Regions from separate parts of the Sus scrofa genome. Here region 1 is linked to region 2. The links are chromatin contacts, called in public HiChIP or PLAC-seq maps. All regions are on one chromosome and are shown on one strand. Each heading gives the region's core, a stretch centred on a gene start, on an enhancer-like site or on the middle of the called end of the contact. The rest is flanking DNA. Distances are from core to core; before and after follow the strand shown. Region 1 has its middle 22 kb from the start of CTBP2. Region 2 overlaps LHPP (phospholysine phosphohistidine inorganic pyrophosphate phosphatase).

Region 1 (5,876 bases), core at 1,303-3,802, 580 kb before region 2:
CGGCGAGGGACGCCCAGGCAGCCACTTGGCAGAGCAGGGCACTGGCTCATGACTCAGGTAGTTGATTCTTTAGAGCCAGGACACAGGACTGGAGGAGCAGGAAGGATGAGCCAAGAGTTGAGGCCCCAGTCTGTCTTCTTCGCCTCTTTCCAGCTTCTCAAAGGCCTCCCAGATTGGAGACGATCTGTCTCTGGGGCTTGCCCCGTGGCCTTGGTCAGCCTCCAGGGAGCAGCCCCCAGGTGGGGGGTTGGTGCTGGGGGACAGACCTGCTCTGGCCATGTTGCTCCCTTACCCAGAACTTCGGTGACCCTCAGGGACCGGAGATTCAATCGTGGCCCTTCAGGTGGCACCCAGGGAACAAAAGAACTCAAACGCGGCCCTCCATCTGCTCTCAAGCCGCACACTCTTCCTGATACTGTCCGCCCGTCAGCGGATGCCATCCGGTCTGCCTGGTGTGCCCATCAGTTTACACACACATACGTGTACAAAACGTATACATGCGTGCATGCGGATGTGCCTGTACACACATACACACATGTGCCTACATCCATGTACACATATACACCCAGATATAGACACGTGTCTGTACACACACACACGCAAACCACATACACACGTGCACACACATGCACACGTATATATACATAGGCCTACATAAACACAACACCCTCTGCTCATGCACATACATGCACTCACACATGTATGCACAACGCACCTGTACACCCATATACATATCCATACACACGCACAGCCACAGAGAAAGGTGCACATACATGCACATACACACTCTGCACACACATTGCCACATGTCCTCAGTTTAGCCATTGTCCTAGATTTGGCTTCAGCGCCACCCTGGCTGCTTTGCCCTTGTAACCCCCCCATCCCCGCCCCGAGTCAAGCCCTCTCCCGTCTGGGCCAGCACAGCTCTCAGATGCTGTCTGCCTGTTCCCAGCTCCGACTCCTCCCTGGGCCAGAGGCCCTGGAGGACAGGGCTGGTGGCAGTCCTTTTTGCAGCCCTGTCACAGGGCACATGTTCCAGATGCGTCTGGGGCATGAGTGATCAACGAGGACGGAGTTTGAGTCCTTGTGCCTGCGTCAGAGTCCCCCTGGAATCCCCCTTAGAACACACCTGTGGGAGGCTCGGGGGCAGGGCTCGTTGCCAGGAGTTGTGCCAGCGAGTAGCAGGGGAACCACAAGTTCATTCCTCCAGCTTGGGTCCAGCGGATGCTCTCATGGCTCCTCCAGCAAAGGGGAAGGCGGCGTCCTCGCCCCTGGGGAGGGCTTGCCGCCCAACCCCGCCCCCGCCAGGAGAGATTTCTCAAGGCAACCCGACCTTCCCTGAGCTCCCGCTCTGCTGGTGCGGGAGGGGCTGCCTTGGCAACTGCGATGGACTCATCATTGCAGCAGGGGGCGGGGAGATGAAGCAGGAAGAACCCCTGAAAGTGTCCATGGAGGAGGGGAGGGTCCCGACAGAAGGCAGGTGCACGGGCTGGAGGAAGGAAGAGATGTCAGATGATGCCAGGAGAAGCAGCGCGGCGGAGGCCTTGAATGTGCGATGGGAATTTGTACTGAGCTGAACTGGGAGCCACCGAAGACTCCAAAGGAGGACGGGAAGGCAGATGGAGGAATTTGGACCAACTTTGATGGCTAGGGATTGGCAGGCACTTGACAGCCTCTTTGCGCTCCATTCCTCTCTGGTCCCCAATCAGCCCACCCTGAAACCCTGTCCACCCTTCTCAGTCCCCCTCAGATGCCATGGCCCACAGCCCTTTGTCCCTCCAGGGGAATCTCGGAGCCTTAGGTTCGGGCGCTGCCTCTCCTGGGTCTTCTCCTCCAGGCACTGGCTCCGTGGGAGGGAGGGCCAACCAGTGCTTGCCGAGGCTCAGACACTTCCGATGGCAGAGGTGGAAGAGCTGCCAAGGGGTGGCTGTCCCCTCGCTGCCTGCGGCTGCCCTGCCAACAAAAAACGGCTGATGAGAAGTTTTACAAAGTCGAATGCTTTATCCTAGTAATTTTCATATTATTTCTGGAATGTGAAGCCCTGTTGAGGGCACAACAATTTTGTGCCCCGGGTCTCTGGTTAAAGAGATTTGCATTACTTTATTAGATTTCCTCCTTGACAACCCCTCAGTATGCTGCGTCGTGGTCTTCTGGTGCCAGTGTGGGGTCCCAAGGGCTGCCGAACATCTAGAAGCCTCTGGAAACTAGCCAGGAGGGAATCAGCTGCCACGTTTCTTGTTTGCAGTTTCAGAGCCCTGGGAAGGCTTCATGAACCCTGGGTATGGGTTCAAGTGCAAAATGAGATCAGGGCTTAGACAAGCCTGATACTCTGTGAAATTCTGCTGTTCACTATGCACATAGGACACACATTTGAGTTGGCGGGCCCTGGACAGAATGCTCCAGATGCAGAGGTGGGTAAGAACAAATCTTTCCCCAGAAGCTCCCAGGCTTGAGGGGTGAATCCCAAAGCAATGGGAGCAGTGGTGGGGGGAGCCAGAAGGCCCCAGGCAGGGAGTTCTGACCTCTGTCTGAGGGGGCAGGCAAGCCTCCCAGGGGAGGCGTGCTCTGAAACAGGTGCTGTAAGATGAGTAGAGACTTGGCAAGGAGAGACACAGGGGTGTGTGTGTGTGTGTGTGTGTGTGTGTGTGTGTGTGTGTGTGTGAGGACGGTGGGCCTGGGCTCATGAATCAAAGCAAGAGTCAGCTGGTTTTGCCAGCCCTCCCTCTCTTTGCCAGTGTGGCGTCCAGGCCACTGGCTTCTGGTCTGTAAAACTTTTATCAGTTGCTGCCAGCTGATAACAAAACAGAGCAGAAAAAGGAAAGGCCACAGGAAGTCTGTGGTCCAGGTACAAGAGAAAACCATGCTTCGCCGATGCTTATAGCTCCCCCTGATGCCACCAAGACCTTAACTGGGAGGGTTCCCAACCAACCCAGGGCACACCCTGCTCTGTCTGCAAAACAGTGTTTTCTTCTGGGCACACACCCTGGAAAGGGAGTTGGGTCAGAAAAGTTCATTCATCAAACCCAGCCTTCCAGAGCTTCAAGTGAAACTGTAGGATGGGAAGACCCCTCCAAAGCTCCCAAACACCCCACACCCCTCCCACTGCACCCCAAGCTCCCCTTCCAAGACAGCTCAGTGGACTGGGGGTAGAGGTTGCCCTTGGGAGGGTAAGTCACCCCGGGCCCCAAGTGCCAGTGACAGCAGGTTGTCAGAGGCCCCGCCAGCCCAGTGAAGGGCTGCTGAGGAGGTGTGAGCTGGCGAGTCCCGATGGCCCATTGTTCTCGTGGGCAGAACAAAGGATGAGTCCCTATTGCAGGCAGACGCCATGTGTATACGGCTGCCCTTAGCCTGGGTGACACAGCTCAGATCCAATCCACATGTCTCCCTGTCTGACCCTCAGCATCTCAGTTTTTAGTCCATGTTGAAAGTCCTGCCTCATTAGGAGGCTTCCTGCTTCCTGTGATACTGGCCTTTTGGGCAGAATTCGTAATTAGAGTGTTGGAGTGGTACTCCGTTAACAGCAAACATTGCCATTCTCAGATTGAGTTAATTGCTGATATCTGTATGCAGTGTTCCCCCAAGATATTTCACATTACAGTAAATAGACTTCCCATCTGAATTCAGAGATGCGACCAGAGGTTTTACAAATATATAATTATACTTACGGAAAGCCAGGTCCTCTGGGCTCCCTTCGCCAACACCCTCTCAAGCCTACTCTTCAAAAATCAGCAGCTTCCATGGTAGGTAAACCACAGGTGGAGTCCCCGTTGTGGCTCAGCTGTCAACCAACCTGGTGCGTGTCCATGAGGACGTGGGTTCGATCCCTGGCCTTGCTCAGTGGATTAAGGATCCGGCGTTTCCTTGAGCTGTGGTGCAGGTCGCAGACATGCCTCAGATCCACAGCGTTGCTGTGGCTGTGGTGTAGGCCGGCAGCTGCAGCTCTGATTCGACCCCTACCCTGGGAACGTCCATAGGCTGTGGGTACAGCCCTAAAAAGCCAAAAAAGAAGAAAAAAAAAAAAAAGCCACGGAGATTCTTTTTCAGAAAGCAGCCCCCAAACCACCAAACAGATCCATCAAAATTCTTGGCACTTCTCCTGGCTAGAAACGTCTCAGTGAAAAAAAGTAGGACATTGCAAATGGTTTTCCTTGGTCATGAGACGGATTGTCACACACTGACAGCGGGAGTGGGTATTATTGGTATAAGCCATTTGGAAAGTGTTTTGGTAATAGGAGTCCAAGCCTTAAAAATGTCTAAACTCAGTTTCATGAAGTATATCTTCGTACAGCATCTCACTGTGCAGTTCTGAAAAATTATATAATCCTCTATTAAATTATTAGAAAGGAGTTCTCTTTTAGTGCAGCAGGTTAAGGATCTGGCGCTGTCGCTGTAGCAGCTCAGGTTGCTGCTGTGGTGAGGGTTCCTTAGGCTGGGAACTTCTATATGCTGAAGGGTGCAGCGAAAAAGAAAAAAAAAAGTAAGTTTTATGATACGTGATTATATCTCAGTAGAGCTGTTTTGTTGTTGTTGTTGTTGTGGGGTTAAAGTTCCGTAGCAGAGGCAGGGAGTGTGGGTGAAAAGCAAATTTCAGAGTTCCCCTGTGGCCTAGCGGCCAATGATTCAGCATTGTCACTCGCTGGAATGCTGGTTCGTTCTCTGGCCCGGGAATCTCCATATGTCTCAGGCAAGGCCAAAAAATCCAAAAACAAAACAAAAATAAATTATTAGAAATATGTTTATGCTATGTTAAGAAAAAATAAGTTAGAGATGAGCATGTATAATTATTACTATTTTTATTTATTTATTTTTTTTTTTGCTTTTTAGGGCCGCACCCGTGGCATATGGAGGTTCCCAGGCTGGGGGTTAAATTGGAGCTACAGCTGCCAGCCTACACCACAGCCACAGCAGCACAGTATCTGAGCTGCATCTGAGACCTACACCACAGCTCAAGGCAAGGCTGGATCCTTAACCCACTGAGTGAGGCCAGGGATCCAACCTGCAACCTCATGTTTCCTAGTCAGATTCGTTTCCACTGTGCCATGATGGGAACTCCAACATATATATATGCACAAAAAGAAAGTGTTCTTTACATTTAAAAAAAATCTAAATTATTTACATTAAGTGGGTACATCTTTTACAACTATGGAAAAAGGCCTTTTTTTTATCTTGAAAAAAGAAAAGACAAATAAACAACATGAAATGAAATTTGACCAAAAAAAAAAAAAAAACCACTAAAAAATGTGCCTACCTTCGACCTAGTGGTTTCACTTTTGGAATCAGTCCTAAGGAAATTATCTGAAGTGCAAACGAAGCTTAATGGCACAAAAGTATTAACTGCAGTAGCATTAATATTAATAAAATTGCCAACAACCTCAACAGCAACCAAAGGAATAATTTATGGCACAGTCAGATGATGGGATATTTTATACCATTTTGGAGATTTTTGAAGAATTTGTATCAACATGAGAAATATGCTTATATCACAATCATAGTGAAACGCAAGATCATAATAACCAAATTTGCCCTCTGAATGAAGCCCCCTTGAAGAAATGCAAAATGAACTTGATAAAGCAAATTGAGTCCAAGTTGAAAACCAAACCCTCCCCATCTCAGAGTTCCTTCAAAATGATCACAGCCAGTTTTGCCAGAGCCTGAAATTCCTGCGAAGTCTTTAATGGGCTCACCCCACTATGTTCCTTTATAGGTGGAGCCAGGGTGACTCTGTGTCAGCACAGTGCCCAGGCTTCCCCTCTAGCATGCTGACAATGCAGCCCTCAGTGCATAAGAGAGAATGCTTCTCTGAGCACTCAGGCAGCACTCCAGCACCCAGCTGGCTCCTTTGTCAAAACAGAAACATCACCCTAAGTTTTTTGCTG
Region 2 (5,465 bases), core at 1,141-3,640:
AGACAAAAACGACCGTCCTACAGGATTAGTCTTCAAAACCTCAATGTCACAGTCAAGGCGAGACCTCGGAAGTGCCCTAGATCAGCGTCTAGAGATAGGACCTTGGAACTACTGGCCCCCAGACTGAATCCCAGTAGAGGAGTTAAGGGAATAACTGGTGAGGCTGGATAGGATCTGGCTCTGGGAGGAGGACACGAGGAATCTTTTCTGAAAATCTCAAAAACAGTTTGGAAATCAGCAGGCTATGAGACCTCTATGAAATGCTAGGTAATTCTCCCGGAGGTGAGCTGCGTTTGGGGAGGAACAGAAGCGGCCCTGGAGTGGGAGCCCACACGGACCCCAGCCTGACACAGGATCCCATTGACCTTGAGGCGCCCCCACTGCCAGCTCCCCACATAGAGCTGGGGGTCCCCTAAGGCCCTTCCAGGTGGGAAGCTCATGGGAATTCCAACATGGGGGAACCCCCCCCAAGACAGCAGGATTCACACCACCCGAGGAAAGGGTGTGGGGACAGGGACGGGAGGGGAGCTGGAGGGGCTGGAGGGCAGCCTGCTCAGTGGAGACTTGGTCTCCTGGGCGCACCCCTCTCCTGCACAGGAGCCGGATGGAAAAGGAAAAAGGCTGATGGGGTCCAGCTCCACCTGCCTGAAGGCCCGGGATCCCACTGGCAGGAAGGATTTGCTGCAGCTGCAGGAAACCCGGGGCCCAGCACCCCATCATCTGCACCCACCAGGGCTGGCAGAGGAGGGATAAGGTCCTGGGCTGCGGGCGGGGGAGGGGAGGCCAGGGAAGCCTGGTTCTCAGGGGCAGAAACCTCAGGGCAGAGAGGAGGGGAGGGTGTGTGGTGCGTGGGCGCGGGCGTGGGGGTGTGGGGATGTGTGAGCTGGTCCACGTGTGCAGGGAGGGGAGGGGCTGGCTGTGAGCATGCAGGAGTGTGCTGCGTGAGCAACAGGGCAGCCGGTGTGCGCCCACTGCACCTGGTGCCTGGCGGCCAGGCGCCCTCTAGCGGCCTATCTAAAAGCGGCGAGAGGAAGGAGGAAAGATGAGCAACAGGCCCTGGAGGATCTGGGAGGAGGCAGAGATGATGGACAGGAGATGGGACGATGAGGGACTCGGAGGGGTGGGTCTGGAGGAGGAAACAAAGCCCAGTGCGGGCTCCCCTGGGACCCTCCTCAGGGCACAGCTGGCCCCAGAGGCCGAACCCCTGCCCACCCCGCTCTGGTCTTCACCAGGCCCCTCCTCTGCCAGAGTCAGAGGCAGCCTCCAGGATGACAAGGGGCTTGGACTGGCCTCACAGGACACAGCGGGGCTGGCCTGGGCCTTGGGCAAAGGGAGCCCTGAGTCCGCCTTCTGACCCCCTCTGTCCAGGGAAGGCTGAACTCAGGCCCCTCTGCCCAGACACACCCTTACCCATCACCCCAGCCTGGGGTCTGCCATCTGCGGGGCCAGACACAAGAGCCCTGGGCGCCCATTCTGTGCTGGGCAGCTGGGACCCCCGCTCAGGGGTGGGTGTGTGTGTGTGTGTGTGGTGTGTGTGTGTGTGTGCGCGCGCACCAGGGTGCGGGACCTGGGTTGTGAGGAGGTCAGAGACTGCTGTGTGGGGCCCAGAGGGGCACTGATTTCAGTCACTAGAACCAGAGCCCATACCCTGGTCCTTTCTGCATGAACCACCCCAGAGGCGGCATGATGCCCGCAGCTGCACCCCTGCCCAGTTCGGGGAGGCAGAGGAGCTGGAGCGCCCAGAGTGGAAATTGCATTACGAGGAGGCCTGTGTCCAGTGACCCACCGACCTGGGTGTGAACCGGGAGCCGGGCTGGGCCCCAAGATTAGCACCGTGTGCAGGCTCAGGGGTGTCGGGCACGTAGGCTGGTTTGTTTTTAAACTATTAATGTTGCCCTTTCAGGAGGCCTTTCTTTTTAAGAATTCTGCAAGTTCACGAACCTATGGAGGGTGCAAACGTACTTAAAAAAATAACGCTTGTTCTGATAAGAGTGTTACACGGTCCTCGAGGGGCAAAGATATAACCGACGCCTCTGTAACAAGTGGATACTTCCTCTGCTGCTCACCTACCTGTACACCCGCATCTGGACCTGAGGCCGTACCGACTGGGCTCCAGCGCTGAGGCCAACAGCCCATGACCCAGAGGAGGAGGTCAGAGACTGGGAAGCCAGGCTTGAATGACAGGCCCAGCAGGAATAGCTGAGCACCAGGCTCCTGCCCGGCCTGGGCCAGTTTCCACATCTGCAGATAGAAGGCGGCAACACTGGCAACAGGGCTGTCCCGGGGACCAGAGGTACAGAAACGACCTGGCGTCCACAGGTGCCCGTTAAATGTCAGCAGACCCAGGACGGGGCTGAGGCTTTATTTAGCCCCGGCTTCTGGCGGCTGCTCTGCCGCCTGCAGCCTCTGCTGCCAGCCTGCCCAGGTCAACTCTAGTGACGAGGACTCGCCCCTCTCTAGGCAGCCCGTTCTATTCTGGGACGGCTCTGACACACCTTCGTAGGCAGCTTCCTCTGAGGTTAAATGAGGTTCCTTCCAGCACTTTCCAGAGAACAGAGACAGCCAGAGGGGTGTGAGCTGAAGGCCCTTGCCGAGGTCTCCAGCTGCCCCTCAGGAAAGGGCGGCACGGGGGCCGGGGCTTGCACCTCATGTCACCCACGCATGTAAAGGAAGCAGGACACTGGGGCAGCCACCCCGCCTCCCAGCAGGCGTGCACCAGAAAGAAGCCCACAAGGCCGACCAGCTGAGGAGACCCTCAGAGATTCTTTGGACCAACTCTGAGATAACGCAGTGCTCCTGCGGCACTGCTCACGAAAACATTAATTTACTAGCCCACTTGACTAAAAAGGCCGGAGGCTGGGACCAGCTGCAGGTAGAGCTATATCCAGGTGCTCAAACCACATAACTGGAAGTCTGTCTTTCTCTCCGTCTCTAGGCTCTGCTTTCCTGCTGGCCCGCTTCGCCCTCAGACAGGCTTTCCCCCTGGGATGACAGAGAGGGCCACTGGTACTTCTCAGCTTAAAGTTCACTGGCCATTTTCCTAGGGGCTCTGGAAAATCCCAGGCCAGCTCACTGACCCGGCTCAGATCACACACCCATCCCTATGGCCAGGAGCTCCACCTGCTCCAGACCAGCCACGCCTGAGTTCCGCAGCGGAACATGCGGTCCTGGGGCGGGCTGGGGTGGAAGAGGTGACCCAAAGGAACGCAGGGACCACACCGAGGGCAGGCACATGCCCACCAGCCCGTCCTGTGCACCCTGCCCTTCGGAAGGCCACAAACCCCGTACCTTCTAGGGCTTATCACCCCCAAGAGTCTGGCCTCCTTGGGGGCGACATCAGCCCCACTGGGAATGAACGGGCTAAACGAGGACCAGACACTGAAGGGCTGAGACCCTGACCCACAGGTGAGGGGCAGAGGAGGCAGCAGGGCCTGGCCTCGACCCCACCCCCACCTGTGCCTGAGGCAGTCAGCTTGCTGCCCCAGAGACCACTGGGTCTGGCGGGCAGATAGCCTGAGCCTGATGGGGACCCCATGAGGGACAGTCTTTTCCTTCCAAGAGGGCAGCCAGGCCCCGAGGAGAAGCTGTGATGGGAGGGACACGGGCGGGGAGGCTGAGCCAGGGCCGCGGAAGGAAGTGAGTGAGACAGGGGGCATGAAGGGCCACCCGCTCGGGGACCAGGTGCACAGAGACAGGTGAGCCGGTGGGAATGGGCTGCCGGGCCAGCTGGTGCTGGAAAGGGCCTGAGGCTCACTCTGGAAGGATCTGCTCGTGGGTTGGTCCGCTTGTCTCCTGCTGCCCTCTCTCCACTGGAAAGACCCGTCCTGGAGGGCAGGGACCCATCACTGTCCCTCATCCCCAGACAGTGCCTGGCACATACTAGGTGCTCAAGAAATACCTGGGGGGGAGGCGAGACAAAGAGGAGGTGGACTTGGGCCTCCTGCTGCTGGCAGTGGGACAGTGGGGGCACCCGTGGTGAGCAGAGCGCCCCAGAGGCAGCGAGGCCAGTGGGGAGGCTCGGGGAGTCCAGAACAACAGGGTGGGGGGTATCCCATCAGCTGGTCAAGCAGGGCCTGGGGTGCTGTCCCCAGGCCATCCCCCTGGGGGGGGCCAAGCCTAACCCTCCCCTGAGCATCCACACAGCTGCCATTCCCTGCCCCCCACCCCGCGCGCCCCCGCCAGACACAGGAGGTTTAGAGGTGAGCATCACGTCCAAGGTTACACGGCTGGCAAGGGGCGGAGCGACAGGACCTGACACCAGCTCCCGGAGGCTGGGCTCTCCCCCCCGCCACTGTTCCCCTCCCCTGTCCCTGGGACTCTGGCCACCCGGACAGGATGCTCTCCCTGACTCTCTGCTGCCCTGTCTCAGCACAGGGAAGGCAGAGAGCCGTCCCCCGACTCTAGGCTCAGGCGGGTCTGGCCACAGGGCACTAGCGTCCAGCCTGGGGATCTGGGAGAAGATGGGGGTGTGGCCTTGCTCCCGGCTGCCCCCCCACCCTGAAGACCGCGCTGGGGCTGGGAGCTCAGCCTGGGCCTGCCCACAGCACAGAGGAACCGCAGCACAAAGAAAACCAAATAGGGCACAGCACGGTGGTTAGAGCTAGGAACTGCATCCAGCCGTGTCTGCAAGGAGAGGGATCGGGGGCCAGGAGTCAGAGATGCCATCCACGGAGCAAAAGTGCTTGGTCTTCTCTGGGGTGTTGATAAACAGTAGCAACAATGAAAGCTCCGGGGAACGCCCCCCTGCCCTCCAGGTCCCCAGACCCAGCTGCCTGGAGCCAATGGCGCTGCAGCGAGAGGGTGTCTCCAGATCCCGGAGGGGCGTCCACAGCAGGCCGTCCTTGCAGGGCATCTAGAGAAGCCTGTGGCTAAGGCTGCGTCGCGGTTAGAGGCCACTCCGGGAGGGCGGCCAGGCTGATTCCTGCTGCGCCCTCGGTGTCCCCTTCCCTCTCTGGTCTGCTGCGGCCAGCAGGAGCTGCCCAGACCTGCCTGGTACCCCTCACCCCACACTGGAGGGGCAGAGAAGGCTTGGGTGTAGCCAACTCCAACTGCAGAGGCAGCAAAGATGCAACTTCTGGGGCTGCCACCTGTCACCTCCCCCAGCCAGGCTCTTGGGCGGGGTCAGGTGACTTCAGAGCCAGGCCCTGCTCAAATCACAGCCCATCCTCACGAGGCCCCTCTCCTCGGGCAGTGCTGAGTGTGGAGTGTGGTGGGGGCAACAAGGGGAGAGGGGCCTGTGAGGTCCTGAGAGCCCCATAGGGGCACCCCCTTCCTTGGGAGACCAGCGCCAGCTCGGAGCTCCAGCGGGCTTGGCTAACTGGGGTGCAGCAGGTTGTGAGAGGGCTCAGGATATAGGCCTTGGAGTCAGGCAGAGCTGGATTCAAATCCTGACTCCCACACTGGTGGGCTGTGTGGCCTTTCACAGGTGAATCTACCTCTCTGAGCTTCCATTGCCACATCTATAA

What was found. HiChIP or PLAC-seq counts read pairs in DNA pulled down with a chosen protein or histone mark.
Region 1: a contact with region 2 is called in an H3K27ac HiChIP or PLAC-seq map of skeletal muscle, with 7 times the contacts expected there. The contact joins two enhancer-like sites. A contact is called at or near these places in 1 of 47 Hi-C or Micro-C datasets (skeletal muscle) and 1 of 2 datasets of contacts at active chromatin or transcription factors (skeletal muscle).

Annotation. Positions count from the first base shown.
Region 1 is chr14:134,507,542-134,513,417 of Sscrofa11.1, reverse strand. No RefSeq gene overlaps it. Among named protein-coding and RNA genes, the nearest start is that of CTBP2, 22 kb to the right of the region's middle. Within about 2 kb of position 2,552, at least 4 of the 83 cell types and tissues checked have an H3K27ac peak or open chromatin away from gene starts, as enhancers often do. A contact at or near this core is called in skeletal muscle, where this site is marked.
Region 2 is chr14:133,923,951-133,929,415 of Sscrofa11.1, reverse strand. All of the region lies in intron 6 of LHPP (phospholysine phosphohistidine inorganic pyrophosphate phosphatase), which reads right to left. Among named protein-coding and RNA genes, the nearest start is that of TRNAE-UUC, 32 kb to the right of the region's middle. Within about 2 kb of position 2,390, at least 9 of the 83 cell types and tissues checked have an H3K27ac peak or open chromatin away from gene starts, as enhancers often do. A contact at or near this core is called in skeletal muscle, where this site is marked.